Regions from separate parts of the Sus scrofa genome. Here region 2 is linked to region 1. A link is a contact called in public HiChIP or PLAC-seq data. All regions are on one chromosome and are shown on one strand. The core of a region is the stretch at or near the end of the contact, and the rest is flanking DNA. Distances in the headings are between cores, read along the strand shown.

Evidence for each region. HiChIP or PLAC-seq counts read pairs in DNA pulled down with a chosen protein or histone mark.
Region 2: a contact with region 1 is called in an H3K27ac HiChIP or PLAC-seq map of skeletal muscle, with 2.5 times the contacts expected there. The contact joins two enhancer-like sites. A contact is called at or near these places in 2 of 47 Hi-C or Micro-C datasets (heart right ventricle and skeletal muscle) and 2 of 2 datasets of contacts at active chromatin or transcription factors (alveolar macrophages and skeletal muscle).

What each region holds. Positions count from the first base shown.
Region 1 is chr4:2,695,235-2,702,984 of Sscrofa11.1, reverse strand. The region is part of intron 2 of PTK2 (focal adhesion kinase 1); the gene reads right to left. Among named protein-coding and RNA genes, the nearest start is that of PTK2, 43 kb to the right of the region's middle. Within about 2 kb of position 3,729, at least 4 of the 83 cell types and tissues checked have an H3K27ac peak or open chromatin away from gene starts, as enhancers often do. A contact at or near this core is called in skeletal muscle, where this site is marked.
Region 2 is chr4:3,052,366-3,060,115 of Sscrofa11.1, reverse strand. It overlaps LOC110260210 (a long non-coding RNA gene), which reads right to left. Exons shown (of 2, transcript XR_002343053.1): 2 at 7,427-7,750. Among named protein-coding and RNA genes, the nearest start is that of TRAPPC9, 9.0 kb to the left of the region's middle. Within about 2 kb of position 4,000, at least 13 of the 83 cell types and tissues checked have an H3K27ac peak or open chromatin away from gene starts, as enhancers often do. A contact at or near this core is called in skeletal muscle, where this site is marked.

The DNA of each region.
Region 1 (7,750 bases), core at 2,480-4,979:
TAAGCAAAAGATTAGCAAATTACAGCCAAAGTAAGTGGAAGTCAAGACAGAACACGAACAGCACTGGGGCAAAAGGAAAAATGGGTAATAATGATCCTGTCCTCACAGGGCGGCAAGCTCCTCAATCCATAAATGTCTGACTGTGAAGGGGGCAAGCCCTAAAAACATGTGAGCAAAATCCATGCTTGATGACGGATATTTGCTCCTCCTAGGACACAGCAGAAATCCTTCTATTTCGGTCCAAAGATCTAGAGTAACAGCAGCAATGACTCACACGACAAGCCACACAGTCAGGGCGTGACAGCTACAGGAGGAGAGACTGTACATACTAACTTATTAAAAGGTTCCTCCTTCCCCCCTTTTTGAGATTTCTGAATCCAAGAGAGAAGCAACAGCTGGCAGTAGAACAGCATTTCCTCCAGAAAACAAGAGAAGTGCATAAAACACAACAATTGAAGAGCTGCTACGGCAGCGCGAACAAGAGGGGCTATAACTTCAGAGGGTGAAGAACCACAAGGCTGAGCCGATCTCCTTCAGCGGCTTTTTCGGTGTTTATTTGCCCATCCTGCGAACAAGGAGGAGGCTGAGAATCCGGGCTCCGCATGCATAGGAAACTGCGGCCAGAGGACGGAAAAACAGGAACGGTTTTGGCAGGCTGCAAACATGAGAGCCGAGGCCGTGGATTTCCTCCCGAACATTACTCAGCAATAACCGGAGTGGGACCAACACAGACCGCAACACGGATGAAGCTAAGCCAAGGAAGCCCCACCTAAAGACCAGCTACCGCACGACGCTTTCTGCACGGAGGTCCAGGACAGGCGAATCTGTAGGAAGCCACAAAGACTGGTGGCTGCCTAGGACTGGGGCCACGGAGGAATGGAGAGGGACGACTGATGGTACAAGGTTTGGGGTGGGAGGAATTGGGAATTTATCTTTAATTTCTCATCATTTTAAACCAGATCAGATCAAAGAATTATGATATTTATTACTGGAATTAATTTCAGTTATTTGGAGTTCCCATTGTGGCTCAGCAGCAGTGAACCCAACTAGTATCCATAAGGACATGGGTTTGTTTCTTTTGTTTTGGGGGGGCTGTTTTGTTTTGTTTTGTTTAGGGCTGCTCCCGTGGCATATGGAGGTTCCCAGGCTAGGGGTCAAATCGGAGCTATAGCTGCCAGCCTACACCACAGCCACAGCAACTCGGGATCCCAGCCGCCTCTGTGACCTACACCACAGCTCGCCGCAACACTGGATCCTTAACCCACTGAGCACTGAGCGAGGCCAGGAATGGCTCATGGTTCCTAGTCAGATTTGTTTCCACTGCGCCACGACGGGAACTCCAATGAAGACAAGGGTTTGATCCCTGGCTACCCTAGCCTGGGAACCTCCATCTGCTGCAGGTGCAGCCCTAAAAATAAATAAGTAAATAAAAAATGGATAAATAAAAAAATAAAAGAATTTGGAGTTCCTGTCATGGCACAGCAGAAATGAGGTTGCAGGTTCGATCCCTGGCCTTGCTCAGTGGGTTAAGGATCCGCATTGCCATGAACTGCCGTGTAGGTCGCAGACATGGCTCGGATCTGGCGTTGCTGCGGCTGTGGCGCAGGCCGGCAGCTGTAGCTCCCACTGGACCCCTTGCCTGGGAATCTCCATGTGTCACAGGTGCACAAGGATAGGGATATATGCAAGCAGGATGTACCCACAAATATTTAACAACTATGTCTTTGGGAGAGAGGAAGAAAAGCCTCCATCTGTGGGGTTTGCTGATTCTTGTGGTAGAACTACTGGCAGGAAACGAGGTCGAGAGGAGAGCTGTCTACAGATAAAAATCAGAGTGGTGCGATGCACTCAGCAGACCCGAGGCCACAATGCGTAACGGGACAGACTGGGGAGGAAGCGCCCCCGGTATTACAGAGACCCCACCAAAGACAGAGGCAAAGGGATCTTCCCGCCTCCAGCTCTCACATTCCAGGGGACCTGTAGCCAACCTAAAAAAAAAGATCAATTCACTTCAAGGACGGCCTGAAGCTAATTTGCAAACCTGGGCTTTTGTACACCTCCACAAGTAAAGGAAAAGAAGCATCTCAAAACACAATATTCCCACAGTCCTTAGCCCTTTGGTACTGCATTTTAAAAACAGTCATAAGTGTGTGTGTATATGTGAAACAGGATATAAAATTTTCAACTTATGTCCCACGAAAATTATAAATCTAAAAAATTACTTTTACCTGCAGCTCTTTAATCTGATAAGATACAAGATATTCTAAAGAACTTTTCTTTAACTTCTTAAAAAGATAATCTTTTAGGGAAAAAAAACTGCTTTCAGTTAATTAAATAAAACCATTATATTGACTACTGCTCTTTTCTTTTCTCTCTCTCTTTTTTTTTTTTTTTGGTCTTTTTGCCTTTTCTGGGCCACTCCCTCGGCACATGGAGGTTCCCAGGCTAGGGGTCTAATCAGACCTGTAGCCACCAGCCTCCACCACAGTCACAGCAACACGGGATACGAGCTGCGTCTTCGACCTACACCACAGGTCACGGCAACGCCGGATCGTCAACCCACTGAGCAAGGGCAGGGATCGAACCCGCAACCTCATGGTTCCCAGTCGGATTCGTTAACCACTGCGCCACGACGGGAACTGACTACTGCTCTTTCGGGATATGACCTCTCCATGCACCTACAGATAATAAGGTTGTCCATTCGAAAACAGAAAACTTAAACACTGAAAACAGATGAAAAGGTAACTAACAGCAATAAGTGAAAACACCTTAAATCTGACCATAGGAAAAACAAAACAAGACCTAATTATAAAGTATAGCAACATGGACCTCCTATAATACAGGAGCTGATTTGCACATTTTTTAAAAATCCACTTGACTTCTATTCTGCAATGAAGAAGAAAGTCCAAGAAACTGCGAAAATACTTTAAAGTCCTTGAGTCTTCTTTTTATAATCATTATGGCACACTTCTATACTTATTTCTTGGAGAAACTGTCATTTATTTCAGCTATGGATTTAAGCATCTCCAAACCTGATTTTGCTGAAAATAAAGTTACAAAATGAATATGTACATATAAAGTGCATTTAAATTATGAGTGCCCTTTTAATGTTTTCTATAAATACATATAAAGTCTGGATATAATTAAAAGTGGCTTAAAGCATATTCCTTCATTGGCACCCTTGAATTACCACCTAAGAACAACCTCTGAGCACAGGAATTTCCTGATGTATATTTCCCAAGCTTTTTATAGAAATCAAATACTACATTTAAGTAAACAATAGAAATGTGAATTAACCCAACAAGAATAAAAGAGAACACAAAAATAACCGCATTTCCACCTGCAGGGTTTCATGTAAAATGTAACCGCATACCCCAGGTCCCAAAATATATGAAGTACATTCACAGCTGTTTCCGCACGACCTCAAAGGTACAACCCATACTCACTACAGTATGAGTTTTCCATACAGCAGTTGACTAAACATACTCACTGCAATCTCACTCCTGTCCTGTTCCTTCTCTGGAACACGCTTCTCTGCCGTCTCTTTTTGTCTGGCTTTCTCTGCGGTCTCTGTTCAACAGCTGCAGGGCTGTAGCCCCTCTGGCTTCTGGTGATCGGCCTCCTGGTGGGTGAGGCTGGTCCCAGGGCACGAAGGGCTTGTGCCGGCTTCCAGATGGAGGGCCATGTGCACGCACTGGAGGGCGGGGCTTGGCTGGGGGAGAGGGCCCTGTCAAGGGCTGTGTTTAGAGGCAGCAGGGTTTAGGCAGCCTGTCGGCAATGAGTGGGGCTGTGTTTCCACCCCGTCGGCTGTTCGGCCTGAGGTGGTCCAGCACTGGAGTCTGCAGGCTCTTGGGTGGGGCCAGGTCTCATTTCCAATTTGACAACCTCCAGGGAGCTCCTGCCTTGATTATCCCCAGGGCCTCTGTCTCTCATCTCCTGCCCCACCGCGAGGGACAGCCGCCCCTGCTCTCCCAGGAGACCCTCTAAGACGGCAGGTAGGTCTGACCCAGACGCCAGGCTGGTCCCTGTCCTGAGGAGCTCCGCACGCAGGCTCCACTGGCCTGCGGCGCCAGATGCTCTGGGGGCTCCTCCTCCGAGTGCGGGACCCCCAGGCTGGGACCCTGACCTGGGGTTCGGAATGCTCGCCCCCGAGGGGGACCCTCTGCGATACAGTTGTTTTCCAGTCTGTAGGTCGCCCACCCGGAGGACAGGAGTTTGATTATGTCGGTAAAGTGCCCCTCCTACCATCTCCTTGCAGCTCCTTCTCTGTCGTTAGGGTAGAGAATTCCTTTGGGGCAGTTTCCAGTCTTTTCTGTCAATGGTGGTTCAGCAGTTGGTTGTGACTTGGGTGTTTTCGTGACAGGAGGCAAGCCTGAGTCCCTCATTCCGCCTTCTTGGCCCCTCCTCGCCAATCTCCTTAATAATGTTCTCAAACTCAGCTGTCCCCACTGCACTCCGACGGCCACCTAAGACAAGATACGCTCTCCTCCTTGGGCACGTCCACCACAACCTACAGTGAGAGCCACCTTCTGTCTCCCTCACACGGAGTCGGACACCGCAGAAAGCAAGCATGTCACGAGGCGTGCTGGCTGCAGCTCAGCCGGACCCTGCACTCGCCGTCTGGGTGAATTCCCGACAGCAGCCACGATGCGTCCTAAATAAAAACGGCCTTCATGGTTCCTGGGCAAATGCCATGCAGACGCTGGCCATGCTTTTATCCGCCTCTTCCAGATAAAATCCATGTAGGAACGGACCCCATCTTCAAAGGCAGAACATTCTGCATAAAAAGCTACCCCTGCCCTTTCCCCTTTCAAGTCTTCTCGCCTGAGTAAAAGTAAGGAGAGGGGAAAAGGCGGGCTTTGGGAGCAACGGGAAAGGAGGATATATTTTCGGCAATCTTCCAGACGTATGCGCAATAGAAAACTACCTTCAGTGCCTAATAAACACAAGTCTATGCTGACATTTACATCTAAAGATTTAACTCTAAAGATGAAAAGTCAGACTCAAGAGAATGCATTTTTCCTAAGTAAAATATCTTTTATATATTCACTAATTCAAAAGTTTTATTCAAGAAATTTATAATAGGAGTTCCCGTCGTGGCACAGTGGTTAACGAATCCAACGAGAAACCATGAGGTTGCGGGTTTGGTCCCTGGCCTTGCTCAGTGGGTGAAGGATCCGGCATTGTCGTGAGCTGTGGTGTAGGTCGCAGACGCGGCTTGGATCCCGCGTTGCTGTGGCTCTGGCGTAGGCCGGCGGCTACAGCTCTGATTCGACCCCTAGCCTGGGAGCCTCCATGTGCCGCGAGAGCGGCCCAAGAAATGGCAAAAAGACAAAAAAAAGAAAAGAAAAGAAAAAGAAATTTATAATAGATTATGACAAAATTAAGCACACAAGTGATCACATCTTTCTCCAACACACCACTGCTGACGTATGTACTGCCCGGTGAAAATTCAGCTCCGAGACTGACCAAGCCTCATCTGCCCTAGTCCATCAAAAGAGGGTACATCTAAGGCGGACGTTTCCACGTAAACTCAACAGGTAGCCTTCATCGACAGCGCAGGTCCAGAACAGGCCTATCATTTGAGGAGGCCCACATCTGTCCCAGTTAGGTCCCAGTTAAAGCAGCCTGGCTGTGGTGCCTAAAAGCCACCTTCACCCCTCATTCCAGAGTTTGTCCTAACCTATGTGACAGAGGTTCTGAGTAAATGTCATATACACAACCCCAAGTCGTTATTCTCCCTGGCTTCTGTATTTCAAAGCAGCTGTCACTTGTACACAGTTATTGATTTTATGACATGACATTTCATAGAGGTTTACATAATGAAGAATTACTGTGATTAATGCACTATACTAACAGTTCTATTGATAATAATTTCAACTTCACAAATTAACAAAGTTTTTTTTAAAAAAGGGAGAAATTGGGTTACTAAAATTTACATCAAAAACTAGAAGAAGAGCCAAAAATAATGCAAATCTCCAACAAATCATCCGAAAGATCAGAGGGGGAAAATGACCTCCAAGAGTACAGCGCACAGGGCCGGGTCACAGCAGACGCTCAGCACTGTGCTGGCCAAAGACGTGCAAACCCTGCCACGTTTCCCCGGCCTCCACGCTCACTCGCGGGGCCCAGCCACACCCACTGTTCACACAGACCCACGTACTCCGACAGGTGGATAAGGGACTGGGAGAAGCTGACTTGCTTGAAGGAGCTGGGCTTAACGGTTACATTCATGACAAAAAACACAGCATTTCATAAACCAGGCAAGAAACGCTATGCTGCATTAAATACAATGCAGAATAAACCAAATATCAGATACCAATTTAATAACAAAGTAACGAAAATCAAAGTTTTGCCAAAACATAGACTTCCTTCCCTCTGTTAAAATGGAAATTACCTGAGATTTCGTAGACAGTAAAAGCAGTGGCGAAGCTAAAACAAATACAATTTCACCATATTGTTTTCCAGAAAGTTTAACACGTGAACTGTCTGCCATTAAAAAGCACTGACCTCAGGATGCCCACTCCAGCCAGGAAGGGTATTAACCACGACGGAGAATGCCTCTGTGGGAAACAAACAGAAAACGGACCAAATCCAGGAAACACCTTTGGTCAGCTCTTGAGACAATGGGCAGGACTGCGACCCCCAAGGAGGAAACACTCCAGGGAGCTCCACCTGCACCCTCCGGGGCCGGCTGGAAGCAACCCCGCACCACGGAACAGAAGGCGGGGACTCCACGCGGAGCACGGCCGCCCCGGGAAGTGGAGTAGAGGCAGTGTCCAGCGTGGGAAGCTGAGTGAGCTGCACCTGCAAGGCAGTGCAATAGAGACGAAAGAGGCACAGAAAACACGTCTCCGAAACCTGCACGAGGAGCCGGAAGATGACGGACAGCACGTTTCGCATGAGCAAAGTGGACACTGCCCTCCCGGAGCTCCACCCGCAGCAAAACTTCCTTTCAAAATGAAGGGGTTTTATCAAGAGAGGACGGACGGACAGACAGGACAGACTCATCAGTGAAAGACTAAGCAGCGACATCAAGGAACATTCACACACTACCACACGGGGCCCTCAACGACAGCCCATAAAATGCCCTACACGGTCACACACACTGGACTCTTGCACAGACACGAAATCCCCCAACAGGCCAAAGTGACGTGAAGAAAAACAGCGGTGGTCCGGGGGACGGGGGTGGGTGGGGGGCGGGCAGGGGCTGAGAGCACCAAGGGACACAAAAGAACTTCCCCAGGAAACCGAAACTGAGCGGGACCCCATGGGGCCTCCACAGGGTACAAAAGTTCTTCCTTGCCCCCCATTTCTTGCAATTTCTCACCTTCTCTAAGTCCAGTTTCTCATCTAGAAACCGGGAATAGCAAGTGCTACCTCAGCGAATTACCACTAAAAAATTAAGTCTCACTCACACAACGACTGACAGACAAACGGCAGCTGTTATGGTTCTGATCACCTTCTTCACCCCAAATTCCTGAACCACAGGTAGGACGGGCAAGATAAGCGTGTGCTCCCCACAAAGCTTTGAGTATGAAAGTGACACCTCACACGGCAGGCACCACACACAGGGGACCCGTTGAGCGAAACACAGAGAACCGTCCGACCACACCCAGACTGCCCGGCATCGACAGAAGAGGTCCTGCAGCTGGCAGTCACCCAGGTCTTTGGGGACCTTATCTCTTACGACTGTGCCTCAGTACTGCAAACACAGGGATGCTTCTTTTCAAAAGGACCCAATCCAGTC
Region 2 (7,750 bases), core at 2,751-5,250, 360 kb before region 1:
AAGGTGCAATCTACCAACTGTAAAGTTACTATTTTTCCCATTGTAATTAATAAGTAACTTGTGGATCTTCTGAAGATACTTTGAGACTACATAAATAAACTAGCCTTCACCAGACTTTCACTTTCATCATCCTCAGATATCTCAAGAATGATTTCCTAAGAGCCTAGTAATGATTGTAATTGACTGCTTACTACATTTCAAACATGCACATGCACTGTGACATATTCTGGGAAGTAACGTATGTGTACCTAGCAGATAACAGGTGATCACTAAATATCATTTATAATATTAGGTTTCCTTCCTTTATAGTTTAACAAAGAGGTTTCCTGTTTTATGGAGTATCATCAGAAGCACTTGGTTAATTTGCCATGGGAATTATTCTTTTTCCTGGTGGCATCTATCTTAGTGCCTGCTATATATTAGCAATAAATTTTAGAATTAACAAAAGTATCCCAAACACACACACACACCAAGAAACTGTATCAAAGTCTGAAAAATTATAAATGTGAGCAGCCGATATTTTAAGAGTTCTTAAAGGCATGGTGACCACCTGTAGAGCCAGAAAACTTGCAAGGATGAGGTATAGTATATCCAACCTAAGAAAACTGGATTTTACATTTCAGAAGAAAAAAAAAAAAAAAAAAAGGAAAAAAAATCCTGAGAAGGGTAACCAATGAGTAGCTGCAATCCCAAGTATGACCACCAGATGGCGGAAGACGCTAAGTAGCTACTGGGGGGGCGGCGTCCGATTAAAATCTAACAGCCTCTCGGATACCTTGCCTCCAAGACTGGGTATTTTGTCACTTTTTCAGGTGAGCCTGGTCAGTCCTGGGCAAATTCAGACTAGACTGAAGTCAGGAAGGAATTCGCAAGAGAAATTTAACTGAATCGGCAGTGACAGTTCTTTAGAATTCAACTTTTTTCATATTACATTATATATCATATATTACATATAAACAATAGTAACCCAATTGGATATGTTATATATAACATACCAAGTTTTCATACTTCGAGTTATGTCATTTTTATGCCTTTTTGTGTGTCAAATGCTACAGCATTAAAGCTGAATTTTTTTTAATGACCGAGACTAAATCACTGCTATCTACCAACTCAACACAGCATTTATCTGAATTGTTCAAACAACACAGATCAAATTATTTAAATAACATTGATTAAGTGGAAGGTTTTTTTTCCACCTGAATTATCCATACTTTGGCCATTCCTTTCCTTCTTTCTCTGAAGCCGGGAGAGGGGATTCAGATCACCCAAAGAAACAAACTAGAATGGTGGTTACCGGGGGCTAGCAGGTGGGAGAAACGCAACCCACAGAATGCCTGATGGAGCTGTGCTTGCTCAGCACAAGGTCTGCCACCTGTTGCCTTTTCTGTCTGGACCCACCACTGTTCCAGCTTCCCCTAAACTTTCTATACCCACACAATCCCCCCAAAGCCCCGGGGAGGTTGCCTTCAGTAGGACCTTACACTGGCTTCCAAAATTGCTCCCTATTCACAGACGTGGCGCGGATCACGTGTTGCTGTGGTGTAGGCTGGCAGCTGTAGCTCCGATTTGACCCCTAGCCTGGGAACTTCCATATGCCTCTGGTGTGGCCCTAAAAAAAACAAAAACAGAAAAAAATTGCTCCCTGTGGTTGCATGCAACTCTGAACTTACTAAAAGCCAATGCGTTGTACTCCTCAAATGTGTAAATTGTGTGCTGTGTGACTTATAGCTCAATAAAGTTGTCTTAAAAAATTATTCCCTTGGCGTTCCTGTCATGGCTCTGTGGAAAAGAATCCGACTGGCATCCATGAGAACGCAGGTACAATCCCTGGCCTCACTCAGTGGGTTAAGGATCCAGCGTTGCCGTGAGCTGTGGTCTGTGGGTCACAGACGCGGTTAGGATGTGGCGTTGCTGTGGCTGTGGTGTAGGCCAGAGGTTACAGCTCTGATTTTGACCCCTAGCCTGGAACCTCCATATGCTGTGGGTGTGGCCCTTAAAAAAAAAAAAAAATTGCTGAAGTTCCCATCATGACTCAGTGGTTAATGAACCCAACTAGCATCCATGAGGACACGGGTTCGATCCCTGGCCTCGCTCAGTGGGTTAAGGGTCCAGCGTTGACGTGAGCTCTGGTGTAGGTCGCAGACGTGGTTCAGATCCCTAGTTGCTGTGGGGTAGACCGGTGGCTACAGCTCTGATTCGACCCCTAGCCTGGGAACCTCCATATGCCACGAGTGCAGCCCCAGAAAAGAAAAAAAAAAATTGCTCCCAGCCCCACTCCCTGCCATGCCACCCTCTTGCCGAGGTTCAGCCTGGCTGAACTGCTACTGTTTCTTTTTTTTTTAAGGGTCGCACCCGTGGCAGACGGCGTTTCCTGGGCTAGGAGTCAAATCAGAGCTACAGCTGCCAGCCTATCCAACGGGCATCTGGCCCCCTCACAGGTCTATGAGCTTCCTCTCCAGCACAGGAACCAGGATGGGGTCGGACGTCAGTGGAAGGCTGTTATGAGTCCAAAGAGAAGTGACCAGGAGCTGCGGGCTCTAGCTCAGGAAAGCAGGCTTAGATCAGATCCCCTGACTCGACTGGGATAAAGAAACATCCCAGGGGCCTCACGCAGCCAAGTAGCTTTGCTACAAAGAGGCAGCTTGAACGTGGCCCTTGCTCCCTTTATTATGTTGCACTAATAATAGCTACCATTTATGGAGCATTTAAAGTATGACAGACATGGAGTTCCCATTGTGGCACAGTGGAAACAAATCCAACTAGGAACCATGAAGTTTCGAGTTCGATCCCTGGCCTCGCTCAGTGGGTTAAGGATCCGGCATTGCTGTGAGTTGTGGTGTAGGTCACAGACACAGCTTGGATCCTGTACCTCTCTGGCTGTGGTGTAGGCTGGCAGATGTAGCTCTGATTAGAACCCCCAACCTGAGAACCTCCATATGCCACAGGTGTGGCCCTAAAAAGTAAAATATATATGTGTGTGTGTCTATGTATATATATGACAGACACTTTTCTAAGAACGAGAGGTGCTGTCTGTTTTAAGGGCTTCAGTTTCCCCCTGAAAATCCCAGTGTCCACATGCGGTCCTTCCTAAAATTGATCCACCTTAGGCTCCACGTGCAGTGAAGCACAGACTCTCCTTTCCCACCTAAGGGAGAGTCTTAAGAGCCAAGAGAGAAAGTGCAGGTAAAACCCAAAGGAAAGCTTATTTCACCCACACAACAAATGTCATGGCAAAGCCCCACGCCTTGGCTGTGCACCTCCGTCCAAATTACGTAAAAGTCCAATTTTCAAAAGGCGGCAAACAAATGTAGGGCGACTCACAGCAGCCAGACTGACCCTCCCACTGGAAACAACTAGAAAACTGGGAGGAAAAAGAGAATGGCTCTCAGACATTGCACAGCAGCCAGCTCAGGCCTGCGCCCCGACAGAAGACCAGCAGGTGAGCTGTGAGCCCCGACCGCCCGCCTTTCTGCCTGGACTCCGGCTGACCCGGGGCACCGAGCGAGGTCCCCGGAGACCAGCACTTGCACCGAGTTGACGAGACAGGCATCGGAAGGGAGAGGGGGTGTGGGCTCTGAAGGTAAGTGTGAGCCTGGGCTCAGCACCCACGTGTGCACATGGGCTGGGGGGCGGGGGGCGTCCTCCTGTCCCCACACTGGGCTCTCCGACTGGAACCCTCTATGCTGGACCAACAAAAGCCAGGGGGACAAGGGCGACACTGCTCCAGGGAATGTCATGGCATAAACGCTTTGCCATGAGGTCTGGAGGTTTCCGCTCCACACGTGCACACAAACCATAGGACCCAGCCCTTCCCCTCGTGGGAAGACGGACAGAAACCTACTCCGCAAGTGTTCACAGCAGTTCATTCGTAATCATCACAAATGGGAAGTGATCCCACGCCCATCAGCGGGGAAATGGGAATTCCACGTAGATAAACAGGAAGCAGCTGCGACACGAGCTACGAGGCGGGGGCTCGCCTGGCTGTGCTGGTGAGAGAAAGTCTGACGCCGGAGAGTAAATGACTTCATGTGTGTGAGAAGCTAGAACAGGCCAGCCTGCTCAAGTGTCGCCTGGGTCCAGATGGGCCCAGCTGGGAAGGGGCAGAGGGACTCTGGGTTGATGGTGGTCGGGGGGGATACTTGGACGGTGGCAGTGGTGGCCCAGGTGTGTACCTTCATCAAACCTCACTGAATCCCGTGCTTACAGTGGGTGCAGGCTATTACGTGCAGCGATGTAGCCAATCCAATCGATAACAAGGATATAATATGAAACGGCACCAACCTGAATTCCTCAATGAAGGAAACAGCAGGCTAAAAAAGCTGTGTCCAAAAAAGGGTATAAGAGAGAGAAGCAAATATATATTCCTTGAAAGAAAGAATACAGGAAGAAGACGGCAAAATGAACACAAAATAAAACTCTTAAGTCTTGGGTTGTAATCTGCTCATTTGCATCTCCATGAGACAATATGTATTTGCTTTGCTATAGCTCAAGAATCTTGCATCATAATCAGTTTTCTAGAATTTAACACCCACCCTTACAGCTTTTTAAAAGCCCCAAATGACACCACCAGATTAACACTGCAAGATATGTAGCAGGATGCTCTCTGCCTCATTTCTAAATTTTGGACCATTTTTCCTTACAATTAGAACTATTGACATGTGCAAAAAGCATGCTGGGAAAGCCAACCTTCCATCAGGCCTTTTCTCAGCAATGAGGAAGTCTCAGTATTTTCACTTTCCTGCAGCTCAGTCTGTAACTCAGTTACATATTTTATATGAATTCAATAAGAAATCAAAAGTACCGTTTTGCGAAAAGAAAAAAAGTTTCATTTTGCTTTTGACAGATTAATGTTCCTCTTTTTTTTTTTGGCTGCACTTGAGGCATGTGGGCTTTTCTGGGCAAGGGATCAAACCCACGCCACAGCAGTGACAACGCCTGATCCTTAGCCTGCTGAGCCACCAGGGAAGTCCAATAAAATTTGTTTTTATTTTTTTGTCTTTTTAGGGCCGCACCACCCGAGGCATATGGAGGTTTCCAGGCTCAGGGTCCAATGGGAGCTACAGCTGCCAGCCTGCACCACAGCCACAGCAACGCCAGATCCGAGCCATGTCTGCAACCCACACCCCAGCTCATGGCAACACTGGATCCCTGGATCCCTAACCCACTGAGCGAGGCCAGGGATTGAACCCACAACCTCATGGTTACTAGTCGGATTCATTTCTGCTGCGCCACGACAGAACCTCCGGAAGCCCAATAAAATTTTAATTTACATAGCTGTGTTCTTTGAAGGGACATATGTCAGGTGCTCAGTAAAAAGATAAAAGGTGGTGGGAGAGGAGGATGGAAACAGTGAAGCAGAACAGGACCCGCCTTTTGTCTAGAATATTCTAAGCTGAAGGGAGCTCCCCTTGTGGCTCAGTGGTTAAGAACCTGACATAGTGTCCATGAGGATGCAGGTTCGATCCCTTGCCTCTCTCAGTGGGTTAAGGATCCAGGGTTGCCGTGGCTGCTGTAGGTCTCAGCAGCAGCTCCAATTCCGTGACTGGCCCAGGAATGTCCGCACGTAGCAAATGTGGCCATAAAACAGGAAGAAAAGAAAAAAAGAGAAAAGTTGAATCAGAGACATGAGAAAATGCAGAAAAAAGGAAAACAGTCCAATGAGACCAAAGGATAATAGTTTAGTCATTAAACAAAAGCAAGGACTTTTAGTTCCTCCTCAAGGGCTACAGATAATACGCTGAGCCACATTCTGTGAGCTGTCCTGCAGACACTAAAATCCCCACCTCAGAACCTAACATGTTGCCCAGACAGCAGCCATGACACAAGCCGGCACAATTCCGAGAACTGGCCTCAGAGGAATGGGAACAACCTGCCCCTGAGCTGAGGATGAATTGTGCTGAAAAGCATCAAGATGACGCTGGTCAGACCCCGCATGACCAATTTTACCACGACTGTCAGCACGGACTGTGCTGTTTCTGCACATAGCCCCTTTCCAGCTACAGAAGATTTTGCCAACCACTGCCCGTGGGGGGAGTGGGCCTGGGGACATAAGTTGGCCCTCCCCCCCCCACTGGGCTTCCTGGAATCCCAACTAAAGCAACTTTCCTTTCCACCGAGACTGCCTCTTCATTGGCTTTAGGAAGAGTGTGTACGCGAAGGTTTTCAAGAGATTAACATGGAATTTAGATTCTGCTTGGACGTATTTTAAGATGAACATTTTTTCTGTTAAAATTTCAGTATTTAGAAGTGCTGGGATTTACATCCTTTTCAACGACTTCGGTTGAAAACATTTTGGTATCAACATAAGATCCATTTGCAGCTATATGTCGTTTTTGAGAATTCTTCAAAAAATGTGTTTGGTTTTTGGCCACAGCATGCAGCAGCTTAACGGGGGATCCGAGTTCCCAGACCAGGGATTGAACATAGGTTCCAGCAGTGAAAGCACCACGTCTTAACCACTAGACCACCAGGGAACTCCCCCCTAAAACACTTCAAGTCACTGGTATAGTAACAGACAGCTCCTCAGGGAATAGAATTCCAGTCTGGGTGGAGGGTGACTCTAAGTTCCCATGTGCTCTCTGTTCCAAATCACAGCGATGGCGGAGAAACTATAAAAGAGGGAAACTTACGGTATATATAATGGTGCACAAAAAGCAAGATAAACAGGAGTTCCCGTCGTAGCTCAGTGGTTAATGAACCCGACTAGGAACCATGAGGTCGTGGGTTCAATCTCTGGCCTTGCTTAGCAGGTTAAAGATCTGGCATTGCCGTGAGCTGTGGTGTAGGTTGCAGATGCGGCTCGGATCCTGCGTTGCTCTGGCTCTGGTGTAGGCCGGCAGCTGCAGCTCCAATTAGACCCCTAATCTGGGAACCTCCATATGCTGCGGGAGCAACCCTAGAAAAGGCAAAAAGACAAAAAAAAAAAAAAAAAGCAAGATAATTCTCTTGACCAGAAACAGAAGGCACAAGGCTGAAGCTGGAAGGAGGACATGGGGTCCTGAACGTCGCAGAGGAGGAGGAGACTTGAACCCAGGAGGGAACAGCATTAGCTGGTCACCATGTCAGGCCTTGGGGACATGGAACCAGGCCATGGGGTTCGGACTCGCAGTAGGACCCTCCCACTTGTAAAAGGGGACAGAGAAAAGGTGCCCCGGCAAATGCACAGACCGCGTGCATCAGGAAACCTGCCAACAACCTTCAAAGCATACATGACCATCCCTGTGGGAGCAACACTGCCCTCAGAGATGCCAGGACGTATTCATGGAGTTGGTGAGCATGTGACCTTACCTGGCCAAGGGAACTCTGCACATGCACTTCAATTAAGGATCTCGGGATGGGAGACGATGCTGGCTTACCCGGCCTGGGCCTGGTGTCATCACAAAGGTCCTTATAAGGGAGCCAGGAGGGCCAGAATCAGAGAAGAAGGTGCGGTGATGAAAGAGAGAGCCGAAAGCCCCAAGTGCTGCCTGTGAACTCGGAGGAAGGGGCCACGAGCTGGGGAATGCAGGCAGCCCTGGACGCTGGAAAAAGCTAGGCGTGTGTCCTCCCTTAGGACTTCCGGGGGGACACAGCCCTGCCAACGCTCTGATTCCAGGACTTCTGTCCCCCAGAACTTCAAGAGAAAAAAAAATAAAGTGTTGTTTAAACAACCAAGTTGGTGACGAGCACAGGTGGGTAGCTGAGGCTCTCTGTCAGGTTAGTGAAAGGAGCGCCAGCATAAGCGGAGGTCGGCCACCTCCAGTCTACGCCT